Regions from separate parts of the Mus musculus genome. Here all the other regions are linked to region 4. The links are chromatin contacts, called in public HiChIP or PLAC-seq maps. All regions are on one chromosome and are shown on one strand. Each heading gives the region's core, a stretch centred on a gene start, on an enhancer-like site or on the middle of the called end of the contact. The rest is flanking DNA. Distances are from core to core; before and after follow the strand shown.

Region 1 (2,700 bases), core at 109-2,608, 320 kb before region 4:
ACTTCCTGCCTCAGCCTCCCCAGTGCTGGGATTGCAGGTGTGTACTGTCACAGGTGTGTAAATATGTTTCCCCTTTGGATCGAATTTAGTTTTATCAAGGAGTCTGAGGACTCAGTGCTGACATCACACAGGGCCCACTGGAGAGTCAGGAGCCAGAGCTGCAGCCCCAGGGAGGCAGGGGCAGTATTGCAGACACAGGACCAAGGGCCGGGAGGGGACACTGGCCGAGGAACCCAGCAGGTCTGATGTAGACAAAACCCAGCCACGTGATCTAAAGAGGGGTCTTGACTTTCCCCACCTGTGAATGGGCCCATCAGGTGCACTTGGGCCTGGGTCTCCAGGAAGGACAGAGGCAGCAGAAACTGGGCTATGAGAGGGAGGTAATGAATGGGGGAAGGGGGGGAGGGAATCAAGGGGAACGGGGATGCTCGCTGGTAATTAGAACGTTTGAACTTCAAAAAAGTTAATTAATGACACAGCTACTGCTGGAGCAAGGCTAGGGCTCAAAGGGGGCCTGGCAGCGACTGAAATTAATTACAGGCTATGGCGGGAGAGTGGCAGCCAGGCCAGGGACAGGAAGGAGCAGGGCAGGGACAGAGGCCATGGAAGTCAGCTTTCAAGGTGAGCAGGGTCTGGAGAGCAGAGGGGGCTGTTGCCATGGAAACTAGGTCAGTTCTCTTAGCAGGCAGGAGGGGCCCAGTCCACTGTGGTTGGCATCTGGCTGTGGTGGGCTGGTGTGGCTTCACCGAGCTGGGGTTGAACTGGTGTGGCTGGGGGGTGGGGTGGGGGGAGCTTGAGATAAACTCATGTATTCACTCGGCAAGTCTTGGTTGAGCATCTCCATGCTGTTCTGGTTGGAGTTGAGTGCTTGTAGATCCCAGGGACCCAGACTCTGCTCAAAAGTGGGCAGAGAGGATGAGCGTTAGATGGGAGAGAGTCAGGCTGGAGGGCTGCTGGGGGAGGAGCTTGTGGGGCTGAATGGCCTGAGACCAGACAGGAAAAGCAGGCCACCACGGGCTGGGAGGGAGGCAGTCGGGGGAAGGAGAAGAGGGTAGGTCGTGCTGGCCAGCTTTGTGGAGGGCTTCTGATTTTAAGCCAGGAGAAGCTGGGAGCCACAGCAGGCACTCTGAGAAGAGGGGTCGGGACAGCCTCTGTGGACCTGTGAGGTGCCCCTTAGCTCCAGTGAGGAGCTGCTGTGAACTTGCTTGAGACCCCAGAGCCACTCACCGCAGGGAATTGAGTTCACAGGCAGGCCCTGGTCTCTGGCACTGCTGGCTGCTCTGACAGCACATAGCAGCTCTGTACCCAGATGCTAAATGCTGGAGTCAGGGACAGGAATGTGGGTACAGCTGGTGGCAGGGGTTGTCAGTCTGCTTCCTGGTAGATGAGAAACTACTAGAAGAGAGTGAGTCATCAGACAGGCTCCTTCATCTGGCAGTTCACCCCTGAGTCTGACCTCAGTCATTTATGCTGTTGTGTGGTTTCACTTTTTTTTTTTTCTTCACCATGATGCACTTTTTGGGGGGGGGGCACAGATCTCCTTAGCCCCGAGGACTTGTGTATAAGAGGAGAGGCCATTTGGGGGATATGAGCAGGCAGTTCTCTTCTCTCTGGGCTGTAGGATCCCCTTATCCTGCTGGTGGCCTGTGGCTGACCTGAAGGGCTGATCTCTAGATGCCCTGGCTCCAGGCTGCAGGATTCTGCTGGGGCAGAACCCGGGAAGCCAGGTCTCTGGGTTGGGCTGATTTGGGAGCAGCGGTCAGAGGGTGACTGTGAGCTTCAGCCCCACAGAGATAGGCAGATCAGGAGAACATGTCCAGGGATGCCTCAGAAGTGCAGACCCATTCCTTGGATGGGAAGCATGAAGCCACCGCAGAGGGATGGGAGAGGGAGAAGAGAAGGCCGGCATCAGAGCTGTTGAGTCTGGGGACCCTTTCTGGGGGCCACTCCTTCCTGGGTGGGACCTGGAGGCATCCTGCAGTGGATGCTTCAGTGGTTTGATTTGGTTTCGGTTCCCTGCAGGGTGTGGCATGGGTTGCACCTGTGTGGCGGGCCAGCTGCACTGTCTCTGAAAGCTTGGACCTGGGTCACTGAGAGGTCCACAGGGGTGGGGGTGGAGTTGGGGGTGGGGGGCAGAAACGGTCTGCATGTCTGTTCCTGGGGTGTCACATTCAGGAGTGTGGCGCCCCAGGCCGCGCTTCCACCACCAGTTCTTCCTTGACTTGGTGTACGTGGTTCGAGTGTGTGAGCATGCTGGTCATCCTGCTGAACTGTGTGACCCTGGGCATGTACCAGCCATGTGACGATATGGAGTGCCTCTCAGACCGCTGCAAGATCCTGCAGGTGAGCCTCTCAGTCGTCCCCTCCCTCCCAGCCGGGTGTCCTCTTCCAAGCTCAGGGCTCTACTGTAGCTCAGCCCCTCAGCTCTTCTGAAGAATTGCCCCTCCTGTCATCTTTGTTTTCCCAGCTGAGGCTCCTCACCCCATCCCATTCACACAGCGAAGGCAGTGGCTACATTTCTCTGCCCGCAGCCAGCCTCTGCTCCCTGATACCTCCTCCCTTGTGGACTCGTGGGCCCTGATGTGGCATCTGCGTGGTTGTAGGCACGGTGTGAGGTACCACAGAGTAGGGCTCTGGGGACGTATCCATTTTACAGAAGTAGAATATTTGATGCCTGTCCCTGGGAGCCGGACCTGAGTT
Region 2 (2,774 bases), core at 160-2,659, 500 kb before region 4:
GGTATGCAGCCTTCTGTTGAAGAGACAACCCTGTGTGTTCAATATTCCTGGTTTCCCTCATGCTTATCAGTGTGCACAGGGACCTGTTGCCCTCTACACCTCAACAGCAGACTTCTGTCTTCAGTGCTGCTGTGAGTGAGCCAGTGCCTTGCAGTGACCCTTGAGTGTTCCTCCTGTGGTAGGCACTGTGCTGGAGCAGGGGTGGTGGTGGGGGATGACGACGACACGCCCTGACAGATGCTAAACAGCAAGTACAGACTCTGTGTAATTTAATAATAGTTAATGAATCAGGCAGATCTTTGAGAGTTCAAGGCCAGCCTGTTCTACAGAGTAAAAACCAGAACAGATAGAACTACACAGAGAAACTTTGTCTCAAACAAAAGCAAAATCCATTTGGTTTGTTACTATGACTGTAATCCCTGCTCCTCAGGAGGCTGAATTAGACTTGAGTCCAGGCATCTGTGGCCAACCTTGGCAACACAGTAAGATGATATCCCCCAAAATATAAAAAAAACCCAAGTTTTAAGCAAGCAAAGGATGTTGTCACCCTGAAGTCGTGTTTAGACTGAAGTTTGTCCTGAGGAATGATATTTATGCGATCACATGCTGCGGCCTATGCTTTTTCCCCTGTGCACCTTAAACAAGCGCAGGGCTGCGCTCAGGTGGTCGTGTGCCTAATGTGCATGAAGACCTGTGTTTGATTCCCAGCACCTCATAAAACAGAGCGTAAGGACAGTCTTGTAATCCTGGGACTTGGGAAGCTGGGCAAGAGGGTGAGGGGCTTGAATTTGACTATATGAGGCCTTGTCTCTAAGCAAATGTGCCCACTGGAAAAAAACATATATTCAGGATACACACACACACACACTGTGTGTATCCAGGGCTGGTGATAAGGCTCATGGAAGAGTGTGCACAAGTCCTCAGGTTCCATCCCCAGCAATAGGGGGAAAAGGAAGGAAAGAAAGAACAACGTACATGTGTCAATACCTGAGCGGTGTACTAGCTACTCACCAGCCTGGGATGGGGGTCCAGCTGCTGGTCTGGTCTGCAGAGACCATCCCGCAGTTCTTAGGAGCCTTGTGAGCGTCCATCATGGAGTCTGACAGCAGCATAGAGCATTTGATGGAGCTCTGGAAGGCAGTGGGAGCCTGGAGTGAGTTGGCCTCAGAGAAGTGGGTCATACAAGAGGTTTATTGGAGAGAAGGAACTGCTGTCCCTCACCCTAAGCCATCTTCCCAGGGCCATTGCCCCCCCCCCCCCCAAGCTTCTTTTTGGTCTCTGTGGCAATGGATTGCTTTCACCACAGAAACACTCAGCCTTTTCATGCCATAATTTGATATTCAAGCTGTGGCCTGAACAGGGAACAGGGCTTTGTCCACTTGTCTGCCGGGGGTTTTGAGATGAGTCGTGTGGGAACTATTACTGCAGACCTTGATTTCGATAAGAGTCCATGAGAATGTGAGGAACTCATTCTTAAACAAACATGCACAGGTGTTTGTGAAGCCTCTGAGGCCACACACACAAGGGTCACTATGAGTTTTCAGAGCACAGCAGGACTGTAGGGGGCTCCCTCTCAAGACAAGACCGGCAGGAATTAGGGCCTTTGATGTGGCCACTCGGCACACTTTCTGTTGAATTTTAGGAACTGTTCTTTTGAATGAGGGAGGAATCTTGGTTCCTGTGCTCACTGTGTGTGTGTGCGTGTGTGTGTGTGTGTGTGTGTGTGTGTGTGTGTGTTGCTCTGTGCTGAGACTTGGAGTGTGAAACACCCCCTTTTCAGCTTCTCCAGGGCTAGCGCCCCCTGAGCTCTTGGCCTGGCATTTGGAGCCGTGGGAGAAAGTATGCATCAGTTAGTGCATGGGTGGAGGAGTGGGTGGTTTGTGTGAGTGGCAAATATGCGACCTTTCCAGAAATTGTTGAGCAGTGTGGAGGAAGGATGAGACTTGGCAGACGTGTTAATAGAATCCTCTGTGGACGATTCTTGTGGATAGTCCCTGGCAAAACAAGCGAGGAACAGGAGACCACGCGCAAAGCTCAGTCAGCCACGACATAGCAAGAATGCTTCTGAGTGGGTCTGTAAAGTCAGAGCCAAATCTTCCTGGCTCACAGCGACACGGCCTTCTGGCCTTGGCTGGTTACTTGCTGGGGCTTGTGTCTGAGGCACAAGGCTACTGGGCCTCTTGTTGACAGAGCACCCAGAGTGTAGGAGAACTACCCATTTGTCACAGGTCCTAGGGCACTGTTATGAGGTCAGTGTGTTACATGTGTGTCTTAAGTTTCAATTGCTGTGAAACACCATGACCAAAAAACAAGTTGTGGAGGAAGGGGTTTATTTTATTTGGCTTGCACTTCCATATTGCTGTTCATCATTGGAGGAAGTCAGGACAAGAAACCAAACAGTAGAAACCTGGAGGCAGGAGCTGATGCAGAGGCCGTGGAGAGATGCCGCTTACTGGCTTGCTCTCCTAGCCTGGCTTGCTTGAACCCAGGACTACCAGCCCAGGGATGGCACGATTCACAGTGGGTTGGGCCTTTCCCCATTGATCACTAATTGAGAAAATGCCTTACAGCCGGATCTCATGGTGACATTGCCTTAACTGAGGCTCCTTCCTTTCTGATAATTCTAATCTGTGTCCAGCTGACACAAAACCTAGCCAGTACACCCGAAGAATACAGATTTCAAGTAGTGAGCCGTTTGACAGTACTAGACTAAAATACGACATTGGCCAGCGGTCACATGGTCAGTAACCTAAATGTGGAATGCCTAGTACTCA
Region 3 (2,700 bases), core at 52-2,551, 420 kb before region 4:
CGTCTGTAATGGGATCTGATGCCTTTTCTGGTGTGTCTGAAGACAGCGACAGTGTACTCATATACATAAAAAAAATTAAAAACAAGGTAGAGAAGTGACTAAAGATGACACTGGACATGGACCTTAGCCTCTACATGCACATGTGAACCAGTGCACATCTGCTTGTGTGCACATCTGTGCAGGCACACAGTCTTGTGCTTGAGCTGGGCACGGTGGTGTGCTTCCATAATCTCAGCATTTGAGAGATAGAGGTAGGAACACTGTTATAAGTTTGAGGCCATCCTGGTCTACATACAGAGTTCCAGGTTAGCCAAGATTTTGTTACTTACTAGATCTTTCTCAAAGTAAAGCTAGTGGGCCTGGAGAGACTGCTCAGAGCTTAACAAGGGTTGCTTTCTAAGGGGACATGAGTTTGATATCCAGCACCCACAAGTTACCACAGCCATGTGTAACTCCAGTTTCAGGGGACCTAGAGCTCTCTTCTGGTCTCTGTGGGCACCAGTACAAGTTTGCAGTGTCCTTACTTAGACACAGACAAAATACTCATAAGATTAAGAAAGACAAATCTTGGCTAGGTGATGGTGATGTGTGCCTTTAATCCCAGCTCTCAGGAGTCAGAGGCAGGAGCATCTCTTGGGACCTGAGTTTGAAGCCAACCTGGTCTACAGAGAGTTCCAGGATAGCAAGTACTACAGGAGAAACCCTGTTTTGAAAAATCAATACAAATGAAAATCTTTAAAAATTTTCTGAGCCAGGCATGGTGATGCACACCTTTAATCCCAGCACCTGAGAGGCAGAGGCAGGTGGATTTCTGAGTTTGAGGCCAGCCTGCTTGTCAGAGTTTCAGGACAGCTAGGACTACACGGAGAAACCTTGTCTTGAAAAACCAAAACCCCCAAACAAAATAAACTCTTGGGCTTGGATCTTGTTGGCTTCCGTTAGGTCTGTTGACCATCCTGAGCAGATCTGGATGACTTGGGTGGAATCTCAGATCAGTTTAGACGCTTAGGAAAGTCAGAGTTGAGCCTTTACTAGTCAAGGAAGAGAACAGATAGTTTTCTGAAAGAAATGAGGACAAGATGTCACCCTTGGCACCTCAGCTGTCTATGTCCGGTCTCCTCAGCACCTAGCAGCCCTCCCTTGCTCACGTCCGGCTCCTGGATGCTCATCTGTCAGATGGGGTGTGTGTATTACAGGTCTCCAGCTGCGGTGGGCAGTTGTGTGTGCGCGCGCGCATGCGCCTGGCAGCAGAGTCTGAGCTTGGTGGAGGTTTAAAAATCCCCTGTGCCCCTCCCCCTCCTTCGATGTGGTATACGTGACACACGGGTCATGCATTTCCTCCCTGGGCTTCTTCCCTTCGCCCCTGTGACTCATCTGTTTTTCTTTGCCTCTTCCCGCTTCTTCATTGTCCTGCTGACCTTCTTATCTTCCTAGAAATCTGTCTGCTCTGCCTGTGGATCTCAATCCCCAACAAAGTAGGGCTGGTTGCACCTCTCCAGGGAGCCCTCCCTACTCAGCGCCCAGCTCCCTGGTCAGCTGCCTGTTGCAAGGGTCCCAAGGCATCGAGGTCTCCTGAGACTCGGCAGGGCCAGTGTGGAACTCAGCTTCCATCTGAGATTACTTCCCTGTCCTCTCCATCCTGGTCTTGACCACTCATTTATCCAGTGCCATCAGCTGGATATGGGGAGGTATCCTGAGGTACACACACACACAAACAGTAGCTACTCTTTTGGAATGTTTTGGAATGGCTTTTATGTGCCTGGGACAGATATGACTCAACAACCCAGGAGTATGAGGCCAGCTTGGACTGCATGTGACCCAGTCTAAAACAAAAACAAAACAAAACCCCAAAAATAACCAAACAAAAAACCTACAAAGAAAAAAGAAACACTCAGATACGGTATTACACACCTTTAATCCCAGCACTCAGGAGGCAGAGAGAAAAGCAGTCAGATCTCTGTGAATTCAAGGCCAGTTTAGCCTACACATTGAGTTCCGAGACAACCAGGGGTAAATACTAAGACAACACCAATACCAACAGTACACCTCCCTATCCCCACCCCCACACTCACACACACACACACACACACACACACACACACACATTCACACACACTCACATCTACACCACCATGCTTGGCACACATTATTTAATTTTTGAAACTTTTTGTCTGTCTATTGAGACAGGTTTCTCTTTAGACCAGGCTGGCCTCAAACTTACAGATCTACCTGCCTTTGCCTCCTGAGTCCTGAGATCACTAAAGATGTGCACCACTCCAGCCCAGTAGCCAAAAATCACATTTAAATCAAATTTACATAAGTTATGCAGAGTTCCCTCTTTTAACTGGGGAAAGCAGAAGAAGTGGGGCAGGGCTCAAAGCTCACTGGTGGGGGTGGGGAGAGGACCCAGTAGAGAAAGTACTTGTTGTACAAGCACGAAGACCAGAGTTCAAATCCCCAGTATTCATGTAAATGCCAGGCAGGTGTGGTGGTCAACCTGTAAGCCTCAGGAAGTGGAGACAGGAATTCCCCGAAGCAAGTGAGCTAGACTAGGTAAATCAGAAAGCTCTGGGGTCCGGTGGGAAACCTGCCTCAAGAAATATGGTTTGAAAGACCCTGCATCAACCTTTAATCTCTCTCTCTGTCTCTCTCTTTTTTTTTTTTTTTTTTTTTGAGACAGGGTTTCTTTGTGTAGCCCTG
Region 4 (2,700 bases), core at 12-2,511:
AGAGCATTGACTGCTCTTCCGAAGGTCCTGAGTTCAAATCCCAGGAACCACATGGTGGCTCACAACCATCCATAATGAGATCTGACACCCTCTTCTGGTGCATCTGAAGACAGTGATAGTGTACTTATTTATTATAATAAATAAATCTTTGGGCTGGAGCAAGAAGGGACTAAGTGAACGGGGCCAAGACTGGAGTAAGTGGGGTTGTCCGGAGCAAGCAGAGGTCCTAAATTCAATTCCCAACAACCAGATGAAGGCTCACAACCATCTATACTGCTATGGTGTGTACTCTTATACATTAAATAAATAAATAAATAAATAAATCTTTAGAATGCATGCCCCAAACCCTGACTCACCGTCCCTGGCCTCCTCCCTCAAGTCACCTCTTTTCCATGTCCCTTCTCCCTCCGCACCACCATCACGTGTCTCAAAGAACTCTTTTTACCCTGTCTTGCAATAGGTGGTTCCATGAAGGCCTCTCTCGACATCAAGCAGAAAACTTACTCATGGGCAAGGACATTGGATTCTTCATCATCAGGGCCAGCCAGAGTTCCCCAGGAGACTTCTCCATCTCTGTCAGGTACTGACAACTAAACCCGCCTTGATCCTTCTCAGCCTGCTGAAGCCAGATCAGCCACTGGTCAGAAACATGGTGGCATCTCTTTAACTACTGGACTATTTCTTCCCCAGAACATGTCTCCTCAGCTCCTCCACATCCTGATTTCTGTTCAAAATGACCTGTGTAGTGGTCATACATATCTTTAATTCCAGCATTCAAGAGGCAGAGCCAAGGCTGATCTCTGTAAGTTCAAGGCTGGCCTGGTTTACATAGTGAATTCCAGGATAGCCAAGGCTACATATTAAGAACAAGTTGAAGAGAAAAAAAGAAACAAGTGTGTATTTATCTGTTTCCCTGTCCTGCCCAAATATTTTCAGAAAGCAAGTTGATATGTTTTGTATGTGTGCTCTGGACAGCGCCAGACACAAGAAGCATCTATGGAAGTAGGAGAGGAAGAAGGAAAGGACCTCCCACTTGGCTATCTCTTAACCTTGTCTGTTTCTGTCAGTAGATGGCTGAAGAAAGGCCAGAGGAGAGCAGAAATCCCACGCTGCTGCTGGACCCAGAGCGAGGCTGCTTTCCCCCAGCAGGGTCACGGCAAAGCCAAAGCCAAATCGAAAAGAGCAGAACAGAGATGAGGGAGGCCCCCGGTGAGGGGGATCAGAGAGAACTTTGACACCGTAACCCTTGCACCGCTGCACCTTACAGGAAGTGACTCAGTCCAGGCAAGGATGTGACACAGACCTAAGCTGAGAAACCCCAGCTCTGCGGGCAGTGTGTGTGGTCAGCATGTCAAAGACTGCAAGTCAGAGACTTGACCACGTAATGCAAGAAATGCAGCTCTTAGCAGAGGAGGCCAGAGCCTACACAGAACTCACACCCCTGCCCGGTGAATTGACAGGCAATGCTACCCCGCCTTAGTTGATAGGTTTCTAAAGGTGTGAGGCTTTATTGCTTCTATTGAGAATCTAATCTCTGGTGATAAACTGGCTGCTTTGTTTAGAGAGAGAGAGGAACTTTTAAAGCATAGGCAGGAAGGACTAATGGGCCAGTTGTCTCTAGGCTTGTTCACCTCAGAGTGTACTTAATGTCACAACCTTGTCACATTGTCTCCTTAATGTCATCAACTTTGACATCTTGCTAAAACAAAAAGAATATATATATATATATATATATATATATATATATTGTATGTGTGTAAGTGAATGTGTGTGTGTGTGTGTGTGTGTGTGTGTGTGTGTGTGTGTGTGTGTGACATATGTGGTAGCTGGGGCACATATTTGCACATGTGGAGGTCAGAAGATATATTTAAGGAATTGAGGCTCTCCTTCTACCACATGGGTCCCCGAGACTGAACTTGGGGAATCAAGCTTGGTGGACGACACCTTTACCCACTGTCTCAGTCACTGATCTGTTGTTGTGAAAAGATACCACAACCAGGCAACTCTCATTAACAAAAGCATGTCATTGGGGGGTGGCTTCCAGTTTCAGAGTGAGTCCATTATCATGACAGGAAGCCTGGCAGCGAGCAGGCAGACATGGTGCTGGAGAAGTAGTTGAGAGCTACATCCTGCTCTGTGGGCCAAGAGAGAGAAAGAGGTGGAGAAGAAGGAAGGAGAGGCACCCCAAGTGGCACACTTCCTCCAACAAGACCACACCTCTTAATCCTTTCAAGTAGTGCCATTCACTGGTGACTAAGCATTTAAATACATGAGCCTATGGGGACCATTCTTATTCAAACCATCACACCCACAGAGACTTGTCACTAGGTCTATGCTCCTAATTCTCCTTAACTAAAATTTCATATGTCGGGCAGTCCTAAATATTAGCTCAAGCCAATATTAATATCCCAAAGTCTAAACTCCTTGGATCTTCATTAGAGAAAATTTGGTCTATAAATAAGCCAACCAACCCTATTTTTTTTTGGTAAAATTTTGTGTGTATGGATTTTGCATGTATGTCTGCATACCGTGTATATGAAGTGCATGTGGAAGGCAGAAGGGGGCGATTGATTTCCTGAAACTGGATGCTGGGAATCCAACCCCAGGTCTCTGGAAGAGCATCCTGTACTCTTAACCACCAAACCAACTCTCCAGCCCCAATCAAACTTGTTTTTAAGGGCCTTGGTCTCAAGCTGCACC

Evidence for each region. HiChIP or PLAC-seq counts read pairs in DNA pulled down with a chosen protein or histone mark.
Region 1: a BATF HiChIP or PLAC-seq map of CD8 T cells shows a contact between it and region 4, with 5 read pairs. The contact joins two enhancer-like sites. A contact is called at or near these places in 1 of 15 datasets of contacts at CTCF or cohesin (the NIH/3T3 cell line), 3 of 484 Hi-C or Micro-C datasets (B cells, bone marrow-derived macrophages and nephron progenitors), 7 of 115 datasets of contacts at active chromatin or transcription factors (CD8 T cells, effector CD8 T cells, embryonic basal ganglia and 4 more) and 2 of 9 other capture datasets (embryonic stem cells and macrophages).
Region 2: a contact with region 4 is called in a FOXA1 HiChIP or PLAC-seq map of pancreatic cancer cells. The contact joins two enhancer-like sites. A contact is called at or near these places in 3 of 39 promoter capture datasets (the 3T3-L1 cell line, hippocampal neurons and neural stem cells), 1 of 115 datasets of contacts at active chromatin or transcription factors (pancreatic cancer cells) and 1 of 9 other capture datasets (macrophages).
Region 3: an H3K4me3 HiChIP or PLAC-seq map of bone marrow-derived macrophages shows a contact between it and region 4, with 5 times the contacts expected there. The contact joins two enhancer-like sites. A contact is called at or near these places in 4 of 484 Hi-C or Micro-C datasets (B cells, adipose-derived mesenchymal stem cells, bone marrow-derived macrophages and 1 more), 3 of 115 datasets of contacts at active chromatin or transcription factors (the HPC-7 cell line, bone marrow-derived macrophages and pancreatic cancer cells) and 1 of 9 other capture datasets (embryonic stem cells).

The regions. Positions count from the first base shown.
Region 1 is chr15:80,318,128-80,320,827 of GRCm38.p6, forward strand. It overlaps Cacna1i (calcium channel, voltage-dependent, alpha 1I subunit), which reads left to right. Exons shown (of 37, transcript NM_001044308.2): 3 at 2,232-2,343. Among named protein-coding and RNA genes, the nearest start is that of Gm31319, 30 kb to the left of the region's middle. Within about 2 kb of position 1,359, at least 53 of the 459 cell types and tissues checked have an H3K27ac peak or open chromatin away from gene starts, as enhancers often do. A contact at or near this core is called in CD8 T cells, where this site is marked.
Region 2 is chr15:80,136,647-80,139,420 of GRCm38.p6, forward strand. All of the region lies in intron 1 of Tab1 (TGF-beta activated kinase 1/MAP3K7 binding protein 1), which reads left to right. Gm31253 (a long non-coding RNA gene) reads right to left here. Exons shown (of 3, transcript XR_384256.4): 1 at 1-2,774. Among named protein-coding and RNA genes, the nearest start is that of Tab1, 4.9 kb to the left of the region's middle. Within about 2 kb of position 1,410, at least 61 of the 459 cell types and tissues checked have an H3K27ac peak or open chromatin away from gene starts, as enhancers often do. A contact at or near this core is called in pancreatic cancer cells, where this site is marked.
Region 3 is chr15:80,218,135-80,220,834 of GRCm38.p6, forward strand. No RefSeq gene overlaps it. Among named protein-coding and RNA genes, the nearest start is that of Gm46521, 6.1 kb to the right of the region's middle. Within about 2 kb of position 1,302, at least 161 of the 459 cell types and tissues checked have an H3K27ac peak or open chromatin away from gene starts, as enhancers often do. A contact at or near this core is called in the HPC-7 cell line, bone marrow-derived macrophages and pancreatic cancer cells, where this site is marked.
Region 4 is chr15:80,637,985-80,640,684 of GRCm38.p6, forward strand. It overlaps Grap2 (GRB2-related adaptor protein 2), which reads left to right. Exons shown (of 8, transcript NM_001289442.1): 4 at 461-580. Among named protein-coding and RNA genes, the nearest start is that of Mir6957, 6.7 kb to the right of the region's middle. Within about 2 kb of position 1,262, at least 80 of the 459 cell types and tissues checked have an H3K27ac peak or open chromatin away from gene starts, as enhancers often do. A contact at or near this core is called in CD8 T cells, the HPC-7 cell line, bone marrow-derived macrophages and 1 more, where this site is marked.